Regions from separate parts of the Mus musculus genome. Here all the other regions are linked to region 1. A link is a contact called in public HiCAR-type and HiChIP or PLAC-seq data. All regions are on one chromosome and are shown on one strand. The core of a region is the stretch at or near the end of the contact, and the rest is flanking DNA. Distances in the headings are between cores, read along the strand shown.

Region 1 (4,277 bases), core at 1,640-4,139:
TTATCGTGGATTTCAGGACTGAACTAAAGTCATCAGGCTTGGTGACAAGTACCTTTACCTACTGAGCCACCTCACTGGCCCAGGCTTTCAAATTTTAACATTATGAAACAGCTTTGAATTTTCTTAACTATGAACTCCATATCTGCCAATACTAGCCATAATTTATGAAGTAATAAATTTTAACTAGGTGTAGATTATATCAGCATATTTTCCATATTAAAATGCCTTTATGAAATACCAAAGTTACTAGAGATTCGCTTGAAATAATTTTTTCTTTTAAATACAAATTATAAAATTATATCTGAAATGACTATAGTTGTTCTATCAGAGACTGACAATAGAGAAGCTTGTGTCCACTGTAGAGTCCTACTATCTATTGCTGACTATAGACAGGGAAGCTTGTACCTCATTAGGGTGCTTGCTACCACCTTCTTACCTGTCACTCTCCCACACTCTGTTCATGCCAGTGCTTAAATCTGTGTTATAACCTTTTCTTGATAAGCCCAACTCTGGGACTGAAGAGATGGCTCAGTGGTTAAGAGCACTGACTGCTCTTCTAGAGGACTGAATTCAATTCCCAGCAACCACATGGTGGCTTAGAACCATTTGTAATTGGATTTGATACCCTCGTCTGGTGTGTCTGAAGACAGCTACAGTGTACTCATATACATTAAATAAATAAATAAATCTTTCAAAAAAAATAAACGTAACTCCGCTTCATTCAAAATTTCTTTCCTACTTTTAAAAAACAAAAGGTCACTATGGAGCCTGGCTCATGATATACTAAAAGAAAGTTGTTAACTATAAAGAGCTAATATATATTGGTCATTTCTGAGGGTCCAGGCATAGTAATAAATGATACATAAACCATACATGTAGGTACTAATACCAGAAAAGTCCAGTGCAGAGATAAGGAAACTGAGGCAAAGAGGCTCAAAGAAAGATGTTCAAGGTATTTCTAGATCCAAAGCCTAGGAATTACCACTATGCCTCTATTACTAAACAGAAGGTTAAAATATTACAATTCACTCTTTGTATGGCAAAGCCCACTTGTACTTGGGATACTAAGGCAAGAAGATCTCCACAAGTTCTAGGCCAGACTGGGCTACACAGTGAGTTAAAGACTGTCCAACTGCCCAAAGTTGGGGTATGTACGGTGGGACACCTGTAATCCCAGCAGCCCAGAAGCTAAAGCAGGAGGATGAGAGTTCAACACTGGCCCAAACTACAAATCAAACATTATCTAAATAGATGAATGTAGTTTTTAAACATTATTTAATTTTTCTTCCCAAATTACCTGTCTAGTACTACTATAGGCTAAAGAACCAAAAATATAAAGTAAACAAGAAATCTTTCACTGATTTCATTACCTAACACATTGTGATGGCTGTTCCTGGTTGTCAACTTGACTACATCTGGAACAAACTACAATGCAGAAATGGATGGCTCACCTGTGATCCAGATCTTGAGGCTAGACTACACAGGCTTTTGACCCACATCTTGACATGGGACAACACAAGTCTTGAGGCATAGTGGTCATGAAAAGCTTAGGCCCAGGCAAAGTAGAACACGCCTTTAATCCCAGGAGAATGAGGCAAGCAGATCTCCGAGTTCAAGGCTAGCCTGGGACAAAGCAAATTCCAAATCCAGGGGTAATGGCACACACCTTTAATCTGGGTCACACCTTCTGCTAGAGGCCTACATAAGGACATTGGAAGAAGGAAGGCTCTCTCTCCTTTGCCTGCCTGCACTCCTTTGCCATCGAATCTATTGGAACCTACTTCTTCAGGATTCCAGCTTATCCAGAAGACCAGCTAAAATAACTACCCTCGTGGGACTGAGCAACTATTAGATTCTTGGACTTCCCATTCCCGTTGTTGGGCTAGTTGGACTGTAAACTGTATATCACTATGATAAATTCCCTTAATATATACATTTCATAAGTTTTGTGACTCTAGAGAACACTAATACATACAGGTATATGATAAAAAACAAAAAAGTATGGCCTACTGTTTTTTTGCATTTTTGTACCTGCTCCAAATAAACCTACATCACACAAGTTTATCCTTGACAGTCATTTAAAAAACAGATACAAATATAAGAACAACAGAGTAACAACCTTAATTTGGGTACAGCAGTCAGTTAATCTATAAGAAAGTGCTGCTCTTGACCACCCAATTCAACCAGTGTGTTTTCCCTCTTTGGTAACCACAGAAGTACTAAACAGTAGCTTGCCTCTACAAATCTACAGTTGCTTGTCTGCAAATAGCCCTGTTACCTGGAGGACCAACATCAATGTGAGGACCATTTCCTCAAGATCGCTCCAGTGTTCTTTCCTGTCTTCACGATGATTCCTTTGATGACTTGATACATTTAGGGATTTGGTCAAACTACCACTGATTAATACCAAAGTCCTTTTCATTTTCAGCAAACGCTGTTTCAAACCACAGACCCTCCCCGCCCCCCTTCACTTTTCCCCACGATATGCATCCTGGGGCAAACCCACCTAGGACACTCAGCAAGGTTCACTGTCTAGCCAGCTGGGCGCCCACTGTGGGCATTCAAAAAACCCTCTGAGCGGATGGGCGTAAGCAGCGTGGGTGGAGGCGGGAAGAGGGGACCCGAAGGAATGCCACACAGCTCCGACCACGGCAGTGGGGCGCTGGGACCCGGAGGGTGGGACCCGGGCCGAGCCACCACGTCCGGAGCTCTTCACAGGCAGGCGCCGTCCCCGCAGGCCAGCCCAGCGCGCTCCCGCACCTCCGCCGACCCGCCTTCGAACCCAAGGACCGCCCGGACCCGCGCGGGCTCACCTGACGCTCCCGCAGCTCCGCGCTCTTCTCCCGGCGCGAGCCCGACTGCACCGCGGGTACGCGAGATCAGCTGATTCATGGGGGCGGGGCCTCCAGGTAGGGGCGGGGCCTCCGGCGGCGGGCTGGAGAGGCGGGCCCGCAGAATGGGTGGAGCTAGGCAAGAGCCGGTGACGGCGTCCGACAGGGATCAAGATTGCTCCGAACGCATCAGTGACTGCAGGCAAACCATTCAGTCAGGGCAGAACCAATCGTCCTAGGGCGGGCGCACTTTAGAAGCAACCGAAGACTCAGTGAAAGGACCTAACTCAATAAGCGTTTCCATGGTAACGATAGGCCGCGCTTGAGGATGGAAACTACTGCAAGTTTTGTTACCTCCTCAAACTGCGAGAAATGAAGAGAAAATCTTACCTATCAGAACATGGCTGCACACGTCTGTAATCCCAACATTTGTGAGATGAAGGCAGCAGGATCAGGAATTCGAGGCCAGCCTTGAGAACGTGTCTCAAGAGAAATAACAAAAGTGAAAATACGAGCTACCTTTAAGCTGCATGACGTCATCTCTTCCCGAGTGTGCCTTTGCCGCGTGTCCACCTTAAACGGTAAAGAGTAGGAAGAAACTATTTCCTCAGGGCTCCTCAATATACAGCGTTAAAATTGTTTTTGCTTGCTTCTTAGTCTCACTACCATCCATACTTGTCACGGTCGCAATCCTCCCGCTGCACCCCTAAGTGCTCCCTTGAATGTTTTGTGTAACAGATGCTCTCAGAACACAAGCCAGAGAGAAATCTGCTGCTACAGAGTGTGCATCGCGGAACCTACAGAGTTACATTTATTTACTCATTAAAGATAGATATATTCCCCGAATCGAATGCCCCTGCGTACAAATTCCCAACTGGTTCCTCCAACTCAGGGTCTCTCACCAGAGCCTTATCAACTTCAGTGCTAGAACAGAAAAGTGTACAGCCTTGAGAATGGCGCCACCAAATGGTACAAACCAGGGATGTCCTGCAGTTAATGAAGCCTGGACTCTGGCCGCCCTAACAAGCTACCTGTCCTCCATAACACAGCTAAAAAAGACAACAGTGAAAGAAATTTATTCAATGAGACTGCACTAGGAAAAAGAACTAAGGGGCTGGTTCAGTAAACCCCCTAAGTCTATCTTTGGAGCCTTGACATAAGTAGAAGGCTCAAGGTGTGATCTTGCCCATGGTAAACACATCTTGGTTGGTCCTGCAAAGCAAACTGACAAGTTGTCAGAACTAAGAACCAAGCTCTCCTGATGGTTTGCACCCAGAAACCCAATCTCTTCCTTCTCCAGTGAGACTCTTGAGGAAATCTAGTTCTTTGGGGCCCATTATCCTGTTAGTCCACTAGTCAAAAGGAGGGGCACACGTGTCTCTCCTCAGAATATCTTCACTCCTCTCAGGATGGTCACACAGCTTCAGCTGAGACATCCGTGTGGCC
Region 2 (4,342 bases), core at 388-2,887, 300 kb after region 1:
TTGCTCTCCACTGTGGCTGTGCTCATTTACATTCCTAGCAACAGTGCTAAGTGTTCACTTTGTTTCAAATGGAGCCAGTATTTGGTATTCAGTCATTTCTGTCCTTTTAAAAGACCAGATCTTAGCCAGGCAGTGATGGCACACGCCTTTAATCCCAGCACTTGGGATGCAGAGGCAGGCAAATTTCTGAGTTCAAGGCCAGTCTGGTCTACAGAGTAAGTTCCAGGACAGCCAGGGCTACACAGAGAGACCCTGTCTCGAAAAAACAAAAAACAAAAAACAAAAAACAAAACAAAACAAAACAAAACAAACAAAACCCCAAAAGACCAGATCTTATATCTGGTCTCAAGCTCACCAAGTAGCTGAGAAGGACCTTGAACTCCTGACCCTCTGGCTCCCAACTCTAGAGTGCTAGGCTTTCAGGCAGCCATACTGTCTGGTTTGCAGCATAGCTGGGGATAGAACCTAAGGCCTCAGGCACTCTAATACCTAAGTTATATCCCTTGCCACTACTTCTTGTCTTTTTAAAAATTACATGTATTTGTGTGTGTGTGTGTGTGTGTGTGTGTGTGTGTGTGTGTGTGTGCACGCGCGCGCATAGGTCAGAAGACAGTTCTCTGGAGTGGTTCCCTCCTGCTACCATGTAGGTCCCAAGGATTGAACTCAGCTCATCAAGCTTAGCACCAAAGCCCTCTGCTCCCAGCACTCTCTCCCTGGCTCCTCTTATTCTTTGTGATAACAGCTTTTCTCGTTTGGGTGAGATGGTCTCCCATTGAAGTTCTGCTCTGAATGGCATTAAGCATTTTTCTCACCAGTCTCTTTTGACCATTGGATTTTTTTGAGAAGTGCCTGCAGACATTGCCCATTTTTAAACTGGATTTTTTTCTTTATTAATGTTTTTAAGTTCCTTCTATACTCTGAATAGTTATCCTTTGCCAGAAGAAAGCTTTATTTAAAACACTCCGTTTTGCAGGCTTCTTCACTGTTGGTTTTCTGAGTCTGGAGTAATCCTGTTTGTCTAATTGTGCCTTTGTTGTCTCTGCTGTTTTGGCTTCTTCCTACCATGACTGCCTCTGCCTGGGAAAGTCTAGAGTAGCTTTCTGGAGGAGAAAAAATTTAAATGGAATCTTGTGGTTAAAAAAAAAAATAGAGACCCAGGCATACATAGGTGAGCAGGGGCCCAGAGCAAGCAGAGGGAATTCGGGGGAATCAGCCAGGCGTGAACTGTGGCTGCAGAGTAGATCTGGAGAATCTGGTGAGGGCTGAGTTGGCTAGGAAATGCCTACCAGCCCTGGCATTTCTGGGCATCTCTCTTCAGCCTCTGTGGACTTCTGCACACAGAAGCTGGGCTGCTCTCTGTGGTATGGTAGCAACTGGCTGGGTGGGCCATTCTGACCTTCCTGAGGATGCTGGTACCCTGGCATCCTGAGCAGGTATACAAGCCCTAACCACCACCTCCTTCTGTCCTGGGATGAATGGACAGCACAACACATGCAAGGCAGCATGGGCACACACACACACACACACACACACACACACACACATCTTCATCAGCCTGGTAGACATGGAGAAGGCAGCCTGTCAGAGCAAGCCTCTCATTAAAGGTGGAGGGTGGCTAACAGGCTGCTCTGAGCATACTAATTACTTGTCTCACAAGAAGCCTGGAGAGGGTTGACTGGCAAAGCCAAGGCAGGCTGAGCAGGCTGAACCCACCGCAGTCAGCCTCCTGCTGTCGTGTTTATTTCCCTCTTCCAGAAACTCCCTCCCCGGCTCCCTTCTGTCTCCCTCTCTGTTTTCAAGTAACCTCTGAGTGGGTGGTTGGGTGGAGAGCTGAGAATGAGCTTTACTGGGGAAGAGAGAGGACTAGGAAAATGTGGAAGAGGAGGCAGATGCACTAAAGTTAGTTGATTTTTAACTTTCCCTCCTTATAAATATAATCTAACCATATTACTAGAATTCTGATTTTATAAAAAAAGAACTATGTGTGTGCTCGTACCCAGCAGTGTGATATTGCTGTTCTGAGTATTTTAATATTTTTCTTTCAGTCTCTCCACTGTTATTATACGCAAAGACACTCTTTAAGAGGTGGTAATTATTCTAACTCGTTCCTCTGTGCTTTGCCTTGTTTCCACTCACACTATGCATATTGGAAACATGGAAATAGCTCTCACCCTAGCCAGCCTCCTCAGTGGTCCTGGTCTTCCCTCTGCCCCTGTTCATCCAATGATGAAGCTTTATGAATTACCTTCACAGTCATCACTTGAGAAACGAACAAGAGAGACTAAAAAAACCATGCAAACACACGTGCATGTGTGCACACACATCCCAACCCAGGATGTCCTTTTTCTAATCCCTAGAGTCTGTTAATATGATACTGTATGACAAAGGGGAGGGGCTGGGGTTGCAGATGGAATGGGGGCCGCTAAGTGGATGAAGCTTTGTTTGATTTGGATCCTTTGCTGAGGACGGAACCCAAGGTCTTTTATGTGCTCATCAAGTCCTCTACCACGGAAGTTCTTGAGAGCTTCTGGAAAAATCTTGTGCTGGCGACTTTCTTTTTGCTTTGAGCCAATGTGTGATTTCTAGCCCCGCGGGGCCACGAGGCAGGGAATGTGTAGGTGCTTAAGAGCCTCACTTGTCTGTAAACCTTTGCTTCAGCTGACTGTTCTCTGAGCATCCAAGTGTCAGCTCTTCTGAGACACTATAGCTTCTGCTGACACAGGGTGATGATGACTGTCTGAGTCTGGATAAGACCCCCAGTTGCCCTTGTTACTTAACAAGTATTTCTTTTATATTCCCTCGTTATCGTAATTCTAATGTATCTGTGGGAGCTTTGCTGGGCTGCTAGCTTAAGGTGCAAGGAGCTGCTAGGACAAGTCAGAGAAGGCCTTGCCTTGGATTTGGACTACGTACATACTGTCTTGCTTAGTCTTTGGAAGCTGATCTTGGCCACTGTATTAGTTTCCTATGGCTGCTATAACGACGGATACTCAGCCAGTGACCCAGCTAACACTCAGACAACAATGTATTATCTTACACTTCTACAGTTAGAAGTTTGAAATGGGTTTCAATGAACTAACATCAAGGTGTGGACAGACCTGTGTATCTTGTGGGAATCCCAGGAAAGAACTATTTCGCTGAAGCTTTCCCTTTCCAGCTTCTATAAGAACCTTGTATTCCTGGCTTGTGTCCCGTTCCTCCAAGCCAGCAGCATGGGATGGGGGGCTGAGGGGAGGTCCTTCTTATCTTGTGGTCTCTCTGGTTCTCCCTTCTGAGTCCTTACATTTAAAGAATCCTCATACATGACAAAGACTTTGCAAATCTGATGTCATAGAAGCTGTGGTTCCCTGCACTGATCATGCCAATAGATATCTACTGATCATGGAGGGGACCATGGAATCATTTCCTCTCTGCCAAAGTTTAGATTTTTGGGGAGAAACTGTCACTGGTTTTAGTTGCTTATCAAATGGTTAACCTCACTAGTCTCCAATAGGTTTTTCTAAATCTATGGTCACACAGAGAACCTGGTTAAAAATCAGTGGGTCAAACAATAAATAAGAAGGTATGAATATAGGTTGGAGACATTTTGGAAGGGGTCAGGGCTAACAGTGATCAGAGGAAACTCAGTGTGGATGAAGGTAAGAGTAGCTGTATGCATTACATAGATGTATGACTCTAGCTGCATATGTATCAAAAGATGGCCTAGTCAGCCATCACTGGAAAGAGAGGCCCATTGGACTTGCAAACTTTATATGCCCCAGTACAGGGGAATGCCAGGGCCAAAAAGTGGGGGGGGGGGTGGGTGGGAGGGTATGAGGGACTTTTGGGATAGCATTGGAAATGTAAATAAGGAAAATACCTAATTAAAAAAAATGAAAAAAAAGAAATTGTCAAAGAGCAATTTTAACCAATAAAAAATATTGAGCTTCCCACCTGAAAAAAAAAATCCTCATAACTACATTGTGCCTACAAGAACCCATTGTGCCCATAATAATCTACCATTTTTAAGACTAGCAAGTCAAGTATGGTACTATAATCCCAGTATACAGAAGGTAGAGGCAGGAAGTTTGTGAATTTAAGAGCAGCCTGAACTACATGATGAGACCCTGTCTCAAAACAAAACAAAACAGAAGCTCAGAGTGCGACTCCATGGAAATTCCATCTCGAGACAGAGAGAGGGGGTTCCATAGGGGGACGCTAGGGATATTGGTTGGTTGTAGAGCACTTACCTAGCACTTACCTAGTGAGACACTAGGGTCAATCTACAGTGTGGACATGGATTCTAAAAGACAGGAGTTACGTTCCTCTTGCTGACGAGGGAGAAGTGTGTCTTCACTTAGCT
Region 3 (4,044 bases), core at 1,183-3,682, 370 kb after region 1:
CCATCAGCTTTTTATTGACAGGTAATGCTTCCACACAGTGCACAGAGATTCTCTCTACACAGCTGTATCACTGAATATAATCCCAGTACCCGCTGGTCCGCGCACGCGCACGCTCACGAGCAGCCTCACCTAACAGCTCAGGATGTCTCCTTTCTCGCCAGCTCCACCTTGCTCTGCTTTTTGGTTGCTAAGGAGCTGCCCTTCAGCTGCTGGAGGACAGGGGTTCTTGATCCAACTGCGCGATGGAACAAAACGCCTCAAAACCCCACTACCCCACAGTGTCCGATTTTGCTTGGTGTTAGATCCTGCTTTTTTTGTTTGGTTGGTTTGGATTTCTTTAACTCTTCAAATGATTCTGATGAGCAGCAGCTGAGATTTAACAGCTCTGGGGGGGGGGGGGATTTCTGGACAGTGAAATCGCTCCTGTGACTCAGGGAGAGAGGGAAGAGGGTATCAAATGGGAGAACGAACCCAACCCATGGTAACCCTGGGACGCCACCAAAGGCCAAGCCGACCCTTTGGCTTCCCTGCCTCTCCTCAGTGTCATGTATTTGTTCTCAGGATAAAGAAAGAAACCCTTCCCCTGCCTTAGAGGCTGTGGCTCCTCCCCAAGCTCCCCCCTCCTCTCAGCCTTTACTCGCTTGCCAGTTCTGTCAAGTCCCTAGAGGTGCTCCACACCCTCCCAGCAGCTGGCCTGTGCCATCCTTTTTCCCTTCTCGATCAGCGGGACTAAAGCCCCACCTGGCTCCTTAAAACTTATCTCTGGACGCTTATGCTGAAAGAAACTGACAGAGAGGACAGGCTGGGGATGGTAGCTCTGCAGCTGAGCACTTGCCTGGCATGGGAAGACATCCTGATTATAGTCCTCAGCAGCACTGGATAATGGTAGCACACGCCTTTAATCCCAGCACTCAGGAGGCAGAGGAAATTGGATCTCTGTGAGTTCAAAACCAGCCTGGTCTACAGAGTGAGCTCCAGGACAGCCAGGGCTACATAAGGACACCCTGTCTCAAAAATCCACACTCTACCGGAAGGGCATGGACACAGGGGAGTTTGCATTTATTTTGTCTCATTATTCTTTTGTGTGTTAACCCAATAGGAACGTGGAAGTGAACTTGACTCTCATGAAGAACCAGGAGGACCCCTCAGAGGAAATGCCAAAGACAGCCAAGGTAGAGTGAGCTGGCGATTCGTGAATCCTTTCACTGGGACTGCCCAGATAGAACTCGGTGTTGTTCAGACCCATTAACAGAGAAGTCTTTCCATGTCCCTTCAAAGCATGAACTGGAAGTTAGAAGCAGAGGCCTCTGTCTGTCGAATGCAAATGCAAGCGACATGTTTTCTGTTCTTCCATTATTTAAAGATTTCTTTCCTGCTGGAGACTGCAGACTGAGACAAGAGTAGAGACTTCGGGGACAGACACAAACCCCACCCCCACCCCAAGCATCCACCCTTCTCCACCTCCTGCTTTCATGGAGGTGTGCATATGCTGGTGAGGCGGCTAGGGTTCCATGCCTACAGACATGCTGGTACGAGAAAGCAGGACCTTCTCTTTAGAGGCCTAGCTGCTGTCGACCAGAGCCCTGGCTGGCAAGAATGCCAAAGAGGCACAGGTCTTTAATCCTAGCACTTGGGAGATAAAGATAGGTAGATCTCTGGGAGTTCAAGGCCAGCCTGGTCTCCTTAGTTCCAGGACAGCCAGCACTACAGAGAGATCCTTTCTCAAACGAACAGTGTGCCTTGGTGGAGGCTTCCTTCAAAAACAAGTTTATATTGATCATGACGGGTGGTAGTAGTTCTAAGAAATACTGAGCCTGGGGCCACTGGGTGTGGAGGCACTCACAGTTCATAGCTCAGAGACTGAATTAGGCTCTCAATGCTTTTGTGGGCACCTAGGCATATTACTACCCCACTGGGCTCTGGCAGCAGGACTGTTCCTTACCCATTATAGCTTCTAGTTTTGGTTTGGTATGGTTTCAGTTTCGGTTTTAGTTTTAGTTTTGCTTGTGTGTTTTAAGACAGTCTCAGTGTGTGACTTTGGCTGTCCTGGAACTCACAGAAATCCCCCTGCCCCTGCCCCCGCCCCTGCCTCTTATTAGCATTAAAGGTGGGTGTCATTGCTTCTTGCAGAAGTGAAAACCCCTTACCTTTCTTTCTTTCTTTCTTTCTTTCTTTCTTTCTTTCTTTCTTTCATTCAAGATTATTTTCTGTATATGAGTACACTGTTGCTATCTTCAGCCACATCACAAGGGCATCAGATCCCATTACAGATGGTTGTGAGCCACCGTGTGGTTGCTGGGAATTGAACTCAGGACCTCTGGAAGAGAAGCCAATGCTCTTAACCAGTGAGCCATCTCTCCAGCCCCACTTACATTTCTAAGGGTGGGTTCCAGGCCAGACAGAAGCCATGTGCTTATTGTTGCTACACAATGTACAGCAGAGGGAGCAAGCGGGCCTGAACTCCAGCCTGGGCTCTGAAACCTAAACCATGTGACTCACAGAGAGGGCGCCTTTTTTCTTTCCTGGCCCCTTAAAGTCACAAGCGAATGCATGCCCAGCTGCAGGTCTGTGCTACTAAACTGAACCTGAACTGTGTAGCAGGCTACAAGCACCTTCACCTCTCCACGCCTGGCATCCTTTTCTGCCTCAGGGACTGGTAAAAGAACTTTACTCTTTAAGCGGTGATGAGGAACGAAAAAAAAAAATGATGTCCCTTAATAAATACCAACCTCAATTTGGACATTGCAGCAAATTAATATCTTCCCTCTGTGGTCACTACCAAACTGTGAAACAACACTGACTCTGCCTCCTTAAGTGGAAGGTTTTGATCTTTCCTGTTTATCTTCCACTGTTTCTTCCCATCCTACTCAAAAATAATTTTATACTGATTTTATTATTTCTAAATGTATTTATTTTTATTTTCTGTGTATGGGTGTTTTACCGGCATGTACGTCTGTGTATCATGTGCATGCAGTGCCTGAGGAGACCAACAGAGGGCGTCAGATCCCCTGCAACCCTACTTACAGATGGTTGTGAGCCACCATGTGCTTGCTGGAAATAGAACCCAGGACCTCTGCAAGAGGAGCCAATGCTCTTAACCGCTGAGCCATCTCTCCAGCCCTATACTGATATTTAATGTCATTCTTTGTGGGTATCTGATAAGAATATATTTTGGGAGTATGAGGCCTAGGTTGGTCAGGATTTTAAGCAAGAATTCTTCTAACATGAGGCTCTGTCACCTCCATGCTCAAAGCTGAGTGACACTAGCCAGGAAAATGTACCCTGATCTTCAGATTGTCCCTGTTGTAAATCACAGATCCAGAATGCGAACCCTGGCAGGCTCCAGCGTCTTAGCCAAGTGCAGCGGGGGCTTTAGGCACCACAGAACATGGCCCAAGCTAAGCCATGACTGAGTCAGTCAAAACAGATTTCCTGTCTCATGACGCCAGGGCCGGCTCCGGCCGAGTCCTCGGAGGTTAGCCAGACATTCTCAATGCAATGAAATGCCACTGCAGAAAGTCACCGGAGGCCTGTGCCTGTCTCAATGACAAATGCTAATTTTTAGAAAGGCTTTCCGGTCTTGGAAGGCAAGAAGAAGGAAATTCCAAGGAAGTGCTTTTAGCTGTTTAAAGAACAATTCTCCCCTTTGGTCTTAATGGTCATGTTGTTTTTCCTACTTTAAATTCAGTAGTGACCTGCACGGTTTATTATAAGGAGTGAGCCAGATACTAGGGATACATCTCAGTGTTATAACACTTTCTAGGATGTGTGAGGCCCTGGGTTCAGTCACCAGTATTACATGGATTGCATATATATACACACACACACACACATTAGTACATTTTTTAAAAAAAGTATGAGTGATCTAGTGAGAGGACTTAGAATTCTTTTGCAAGTTTCCACAAGATAAGGTTCACCAGCAACCTCCAAATCTGGGCAGACTGGGGAAACAGTCCCAAAGCCCAAGGAAAGGATAAAAGGTCAATTCTAGTTACTTCCTAGATCAGTGGTTCTGAAACGTTAGTGCACTTCAGAAGCACCTAC
Region 4 (3,907 bases), core at 1,081-3,580, 270 kb after region 1:
GGCCCCTCAAAGGCACAGTTATGACCCGCTGGCTGCAGAAAGCCCTGGCTATCCCACAGGATCACAAGGGATGGAAGAAAGGAAGGAATGTGGCCTTCTCTGCTAAGCTGTGAGCCCAGGTTCTTCCCTATCCCCTCTTACTCTGCAGTCAGAACGTCAGAAAACCAATGGAATCGCCATGTCAGGTTCAAGGTGAGCAGAAGAGAAGCAAAACGAAGCTTGGTGCCCTCCATCCACCCTCACGGCACTGATGGAGTCGTCCTCCTGCTTTCTGGTTTGTCTGTGTGCTCGCCTTGCTCGCTTTGGTCGTCCTTTCTCCACAGACACCTTCTCCCAGGGGTGGTTGTCTCCCTTTTCAATCTGACCCACTTGAGAGGATGGGAACTGCAGTCCTCTGAATGACCGGAAAAGCAGCTCCGTTGGCCTGTATGTTTTGTAAGATTTGCTGACACATCGGCTCAGTGGATTCTGGTCTGGTCCAGCTCTCTCTACACCTATGGGGTCCTTGCTCTGTGAAGATGGCCTGAATAGTCCTTTGATGGATGGTAATGAGGAGCAAAGGAGTCCTCCTGCCTCCACCTACCAAGTGCTGGGATTACGATGTAATCCGTTTTCAACTTGTGGATCTTGACCCCTTTGGGGCTCCAACAACCCTTTCACAGGGATCACATAGCAGATATCCGGCATATTAGATATTTACATTACAATTCATAACATTAATAAAATTAAAGTTATGAAGTAGCAATGAAAACAATTGTATGGTTGGGAGTCACCACACCATGAGGAACTAAATTAAAGGGTCACAGCATTAGGGAGGTTGGAAACCGGTGGGTTACAAGCATAAACCACCTGGCTTTGGGATAGGGGTTCTTCATGTCGGGTTCTCTGATACTGAAGATATTCCATGTGACTTACATAAAGCCTTCCAAGCTCTGACCCTACCCTGGGGTGGCTGCTGGAATGTCACCTGGACACAGGGGTTCTCCAGAACTTCCAGGTGTGTGCTTACCAAGCTTCTTACAGCTCACCTCATCCATAGCAAGTGGTTCTCAACCAGCTCTGCTGACCCTGCCGGCCCAGGCCCCCCCCCCCCCCCCAAGTGTGGCTTTAAGGATTAAGCTCAAGAGTGGTGGTTTTAGCCGGGGCATGGTGGTGCACGCCTTTAATCCCAGCACTTGGGAGGCAGAGGCAGGCAGATTTCTAAGTTCGAGGCCAGCCTGGTCTACAAAGTTAGTTCTAGGACAGCCAGGACTATACAGAGAAACCCTGTCTCACAAAACAAAACAAAAGAGTGGTAGTTTTATTTAACTCATGACCTTATCCCTGCCTCCCGAGCTCCATCACTCCTATTGTCTTGTGCCTGTCATTGTCATGTTCCTCGCCTTGAGTGTGACAGTGGAGGCTGTGTTCACACAGAGTCGAGGTACACTCAACGTATCATATGAAACACTTCCTTTCTTTTTTATTAAACTATTATGTTTTATTGTGGAGGCTTGTGCGTGTTATGGCATACCTGTGGAGATCAGAGGACAACTTTGTGGAACTGGTTATCTTCTCCTACATTTATAGGGTACCCAGGGGTCCAGCACTTCACCCACTGAGCCTTCCTTCCAGCCCAGCACTTTATTTAAAAAAAAAAAAAATTATATTTGAGAAGTCCTACTTCAGACAACTTTGAAAGGCATAATTAGGCTCCAACTGCTAAATTTCTTACTATTTACTTCTTCTCCTTTTCCATCCAGTGGTTTCAATGTGTAACAGTATGCAGAACCACCTTAAATGACCCCCCACTCTGACCTAAGACTCGTGATCCATGTCCCCAGGATAACGAGTATTTATATCACAGGCTACATTTCAGAGATGTGCTGTTCTTGTAAGTCTTTCCCTGGGAATAGAGTGTTCTAGAAGGACAGATGAAAGAGAACCCCAGCAGGCTTGAGGAATGGTGTGAAGCCCAGGAGTTGTTTAAATACATATTTAACATTTATTGAAAATAGCTTTGATTGCAAGAGAAAATTAATTAAAGCAGACGAAAGGCTTCTAACCAGATTTATGCTATCTGACTGTGTAATTAGACCTGGCTCTGAGGCCATCCCAACAAGTTTATTTGGAGAGGAGCGGAGATCACTGTTTATTGGAATGGTAATAATTTGGGTTTCTTTAATTGACTCCTGGTGTGAAGACGTTGATGCCTGCTGTTCTCTAAGAGGCAGCGTGGAAAGCTTCCAGGAAAAGTTCACATTCCAGGGGCAGCTTTGGAATCTACTTTCCATTGCAACCCAAGTCAGCCTGCCGTTGGGACTTGACTTTGTACCAACAAAATGTCAGCCCTCAAAGGCAGGCTCCCCAGGCGGCAGTGACCGCGGCTGAGCTAGGGGTTGGATGGGGCGCCGGGCACTGGGCTGACCCATCCAGATGCCGGAAGGCATCTCCCCAGTCTTACCTTCCCAGTGTCGAAAGCTCTAAGGACCAGAGTCTGTGGCTCCCGGTGGAGTGGAGGCTGTGGAGCCCGGTGATGCCAACTGGGAAGCCAAATTAACATTCCCATCCCAGGTCTGGGTCTGTAGAGCAGAGCCGTGGGCGGAGGGGGAGGAGTCTGTAGAGCAGAGCCATGGGAGGAAGGCGAGGAGAGCACTGGTACTGTCTTCCCAGTGCTCCCATATTCCCCCAAAGCATAACTGTCAGTTAGTTGCCTGATGAAAATGAGAACCTTCCATGGGAATTTAAGAAGGCACAAAATAAAAGAAACGTTCCAAACCCACTTGAAAGCAGAGGTACATTTCAAAATTCCTCCCAAGAGCTTGGCATATCTTTTCTAGGAAGTATGGGTGGAGAGGAAAAAACAAAAAAAAAGTAGGAATCCTGAAAGAGAAAATGGAAATTTCAAACCCTGGTTTCTGGGACCGAGGATGCAACTCCATTGTTAAAGTGGTAGCCCTAAGCAGGCCTTAGGTTTATCCCCAGCGCTGAGGAAACCCGGTGTGTTTGTGCTCACCTGTAGGCCCAAGATCAGAAGAACATCAATGGTTGCATATCGTGGGCTACATGAGGCCCTGTCTTTAAAAAAAGAAGAGGAAGGGAGGGAGGGAGGGAGGGAGGGAGAGAGAGAGAGAGAGAGAGAGAGAGAGAATGTCAAAGCCTGGGTTGCCCCTGGGTTGCCCCGGAAAGCCTAACAGTTGGCTCTCACTCTCTTCAGCCATGACAGCAGCCACTTGTTTTTTGCACCTGTGAGACATTACCTAGGCTCATCCTGCCAGCCTTGCCGGTTTGTGGTATCGTCCTAGCTATACAGATAAAAAGATGAGGCTCAGAGATGTTAAGGAACTGGCCAAGATTATGTGACAATTTAGCCAGTGGGTGGTTGAGCATAGGCCCTGCAGTGACAGCCAGCTGTTCTGGACGTGCAGCCATGGGACACTTCGCATTCTGAATTTCTGAGTTCTTTTCCCCTGGCTCTCTTTAAAAGGGAACAGGCCTTTGCATCTCCTCCTCTTACCGCAATTTTCCTTCTACCTTTCAAGAGAATGAAAAGCTGCTACTCAGAGCCAAAACCAATGCCTTTTTCCCTTTCTCCATCTGACAAATGTGGTTACTGGAGGCAAAGGACATGCTGGGCCATGCTGAGCTGGGACAGCTAAGAAATGTCTCTTTCCCAACTCTTGCTCTCCTAGTTCCTGACAAACTACACCCCTTGGTGAGTTCATGGGAAGACCCTACTTCCATGAGAAGAAGATGGGACATGTCACATGGTCAGATCCACTGTGTGTGTGACAGTACATGTTTGCATGTATGTGTATTTGAGTGCATGTGTGTATATGTGTAAGAGTATATATTTATGTGTGCGCATGTATATGTGTGTGCATATGTATATATGTTTGTGAGAGTATATTGTGTGTATTTGTGTGTG

The links. HiCAR-type assays count read pairs that join an accessible place to other places. HiChIP or PLAC-seq counts read pairs in DNA pulled down with a chosen protein or histone mark.
Region 2: a HiCAR-type map of astrocytes shows a contact between it and region 1, with 2.3 times the contacts expected there. The contact joins the enhancer-like site here to the promoter of Als2 in region 1. A contact is called at or near these places in 15 of 39 promoter capture datasets (the 3T3-L1 cell line, 3T3-L1-derived adipocytes, the C10 cell line and 12 more), 1 of 15 datasets of contacts at CTCF or cohesin (large pre-B cells), 1 of 484 Hi-C or Micro-C datasets (bone marrow-derived macrophages), 13 of 115 datasets of contacts at active chromatin or transcription factors (acute myeloid leukemia, astrocytes, bone marrow-derived macrophages and 7 more) and 3 of 9 other capture datasets (adipose tissue, embryonic stem cells and liver).
Region 3: an H3K27ac HiChIP or PLAC-seq map of embryonic stem cells shows a contact between it and region 1, with 8 read pairs. The contact joins the enhancer-like site here to the promoter of Als2 in region 1. A contact is called at or near these places in 15 of 39 promoter capture datasets (the C10 cell line, the HPC-7 cell line, the SN4741 cell line and 8 more), 4 of 15 datasets of contacts at CTCF or cohesin (the G1E-ER4 cell line, embryonic stem cells and large pre-B cells), 48 of 484 Hi-C or Micro-C datasets (the C2C12 cell line, CD4 T cells, CD8 T cells and 22 more), 40 of 115 datasets of contacts at active chromatin or transcription factors (the NIH/3T3 cell line, PVALB interneurons, T-cell acute lymphoblastic leukemia and 21 more) and 4 of 9 other capture datasets (adipose tissue, embryonic stem cells, liver and 1 more).
Region 4: a contact with region 1 is called in an H3K4me3 HiChIP or PLAC-seq map of neural progenitor cells, with 17 read pairs. The contact joins the enhancer-like site here to the promoter of Als2 in region 1. A contact is called at or near these places in 8 of 39 promoter capture datasets (the HPC-7 cell line, cranial neural crest, embryonic stem cells and 5 more), 1 of 15 datasets of contacts at CTCF or cohesin (embryonic stem cells), 10 of 484 Hi-C or Micro-C datasets (the N1E-115 cell line, embryonic stem cells, nephron progenitors and 2 more), 13 of 115 datasets of contacts at active chromatin or transcription factors (acute myeloid leukemia, bone marrow-derived macrophages, embryonic stem cells and 5 more) and 2 of 9 other capture datasets (adipose tissue and macrophages).

Annotation. Positions count from the first base shown.
Region 1 is chr1:59,234,342-59,238,618 of GRCm38.p6, forward strand. It overlaps Als2 (alsin Rho guanine nucleotide exchange factor), which reads right to left and starts at 2,890. Exons shown (of 34, transcript NM_028717.6): 1 at 2,814-2,890. It overlaps Gm33667 (predicted gene, 33667), which reads left to right and starts at 3,014. Exons shown (of 2, transcript NR_168353.1): 1 at 3,014-3,412.
Region 2 is chr1:59,533,949-59,538,290 of GRCm38.p6, forward strand. All of the region lies in intron 2 of Gm973 (predicted gene 973), which reads left to right. The region is part of intron 4 of Gm28411 (a long non-coding RNA gene); the gene reads right to left. Among named protein-coding and RNA genes, the nearest start is that of Gm973, 12 kb to the left of the region's middle. Within about 2 kb of position 1,638, at least 48 of the 459 cell types and tissues checked have an H3K27ac peak or open chromatin away from gene starts, as enhancers often do. A contact at or near this core is called in astrocytes, embryonic forebrain, forebrain and 1 more, where this site is marked.
Region 3 is chr1:59,606,634-59,610,677 of GRCm38.p6, forward strand. It overlaps Gm973 (predicted gene 973), which reads left to right. Exons shown (of 19, transcript NM_001357842.1): 11 at 1,100-1,172. Among named protein-coding and RNA genes, the nearest start is that of Gm33833, 11 kb to the right of the region's middle. Within about 2 kb of position 2,433, at least 51 of the 459 cell types and tissues checked have an H3K27ac peak or open chromatin away from gene starts, as enhancers often do. A contact at or near this core is called in CD8 T cells, the CH12 cell line, the G1E-ER4 cell line and 11 more, where this site is marked.
Region 4 is chr1:59,506,366-59,510,272 of GRCm38.p6, forward strand. No RefSeq gene overlaps it. Among named protein-coding and RNA genes, the nearest start is that of Gm973, 16 kb to the right of the region's middle. Within about 2 kb of position 2,331, at least 26 of the 459 cell types and tissues checked have an H3K27ac peak or open chromatin away from gene starts, as enhancers often do. A contact at or near this core is called in neural progenitor cells, where this site is marked.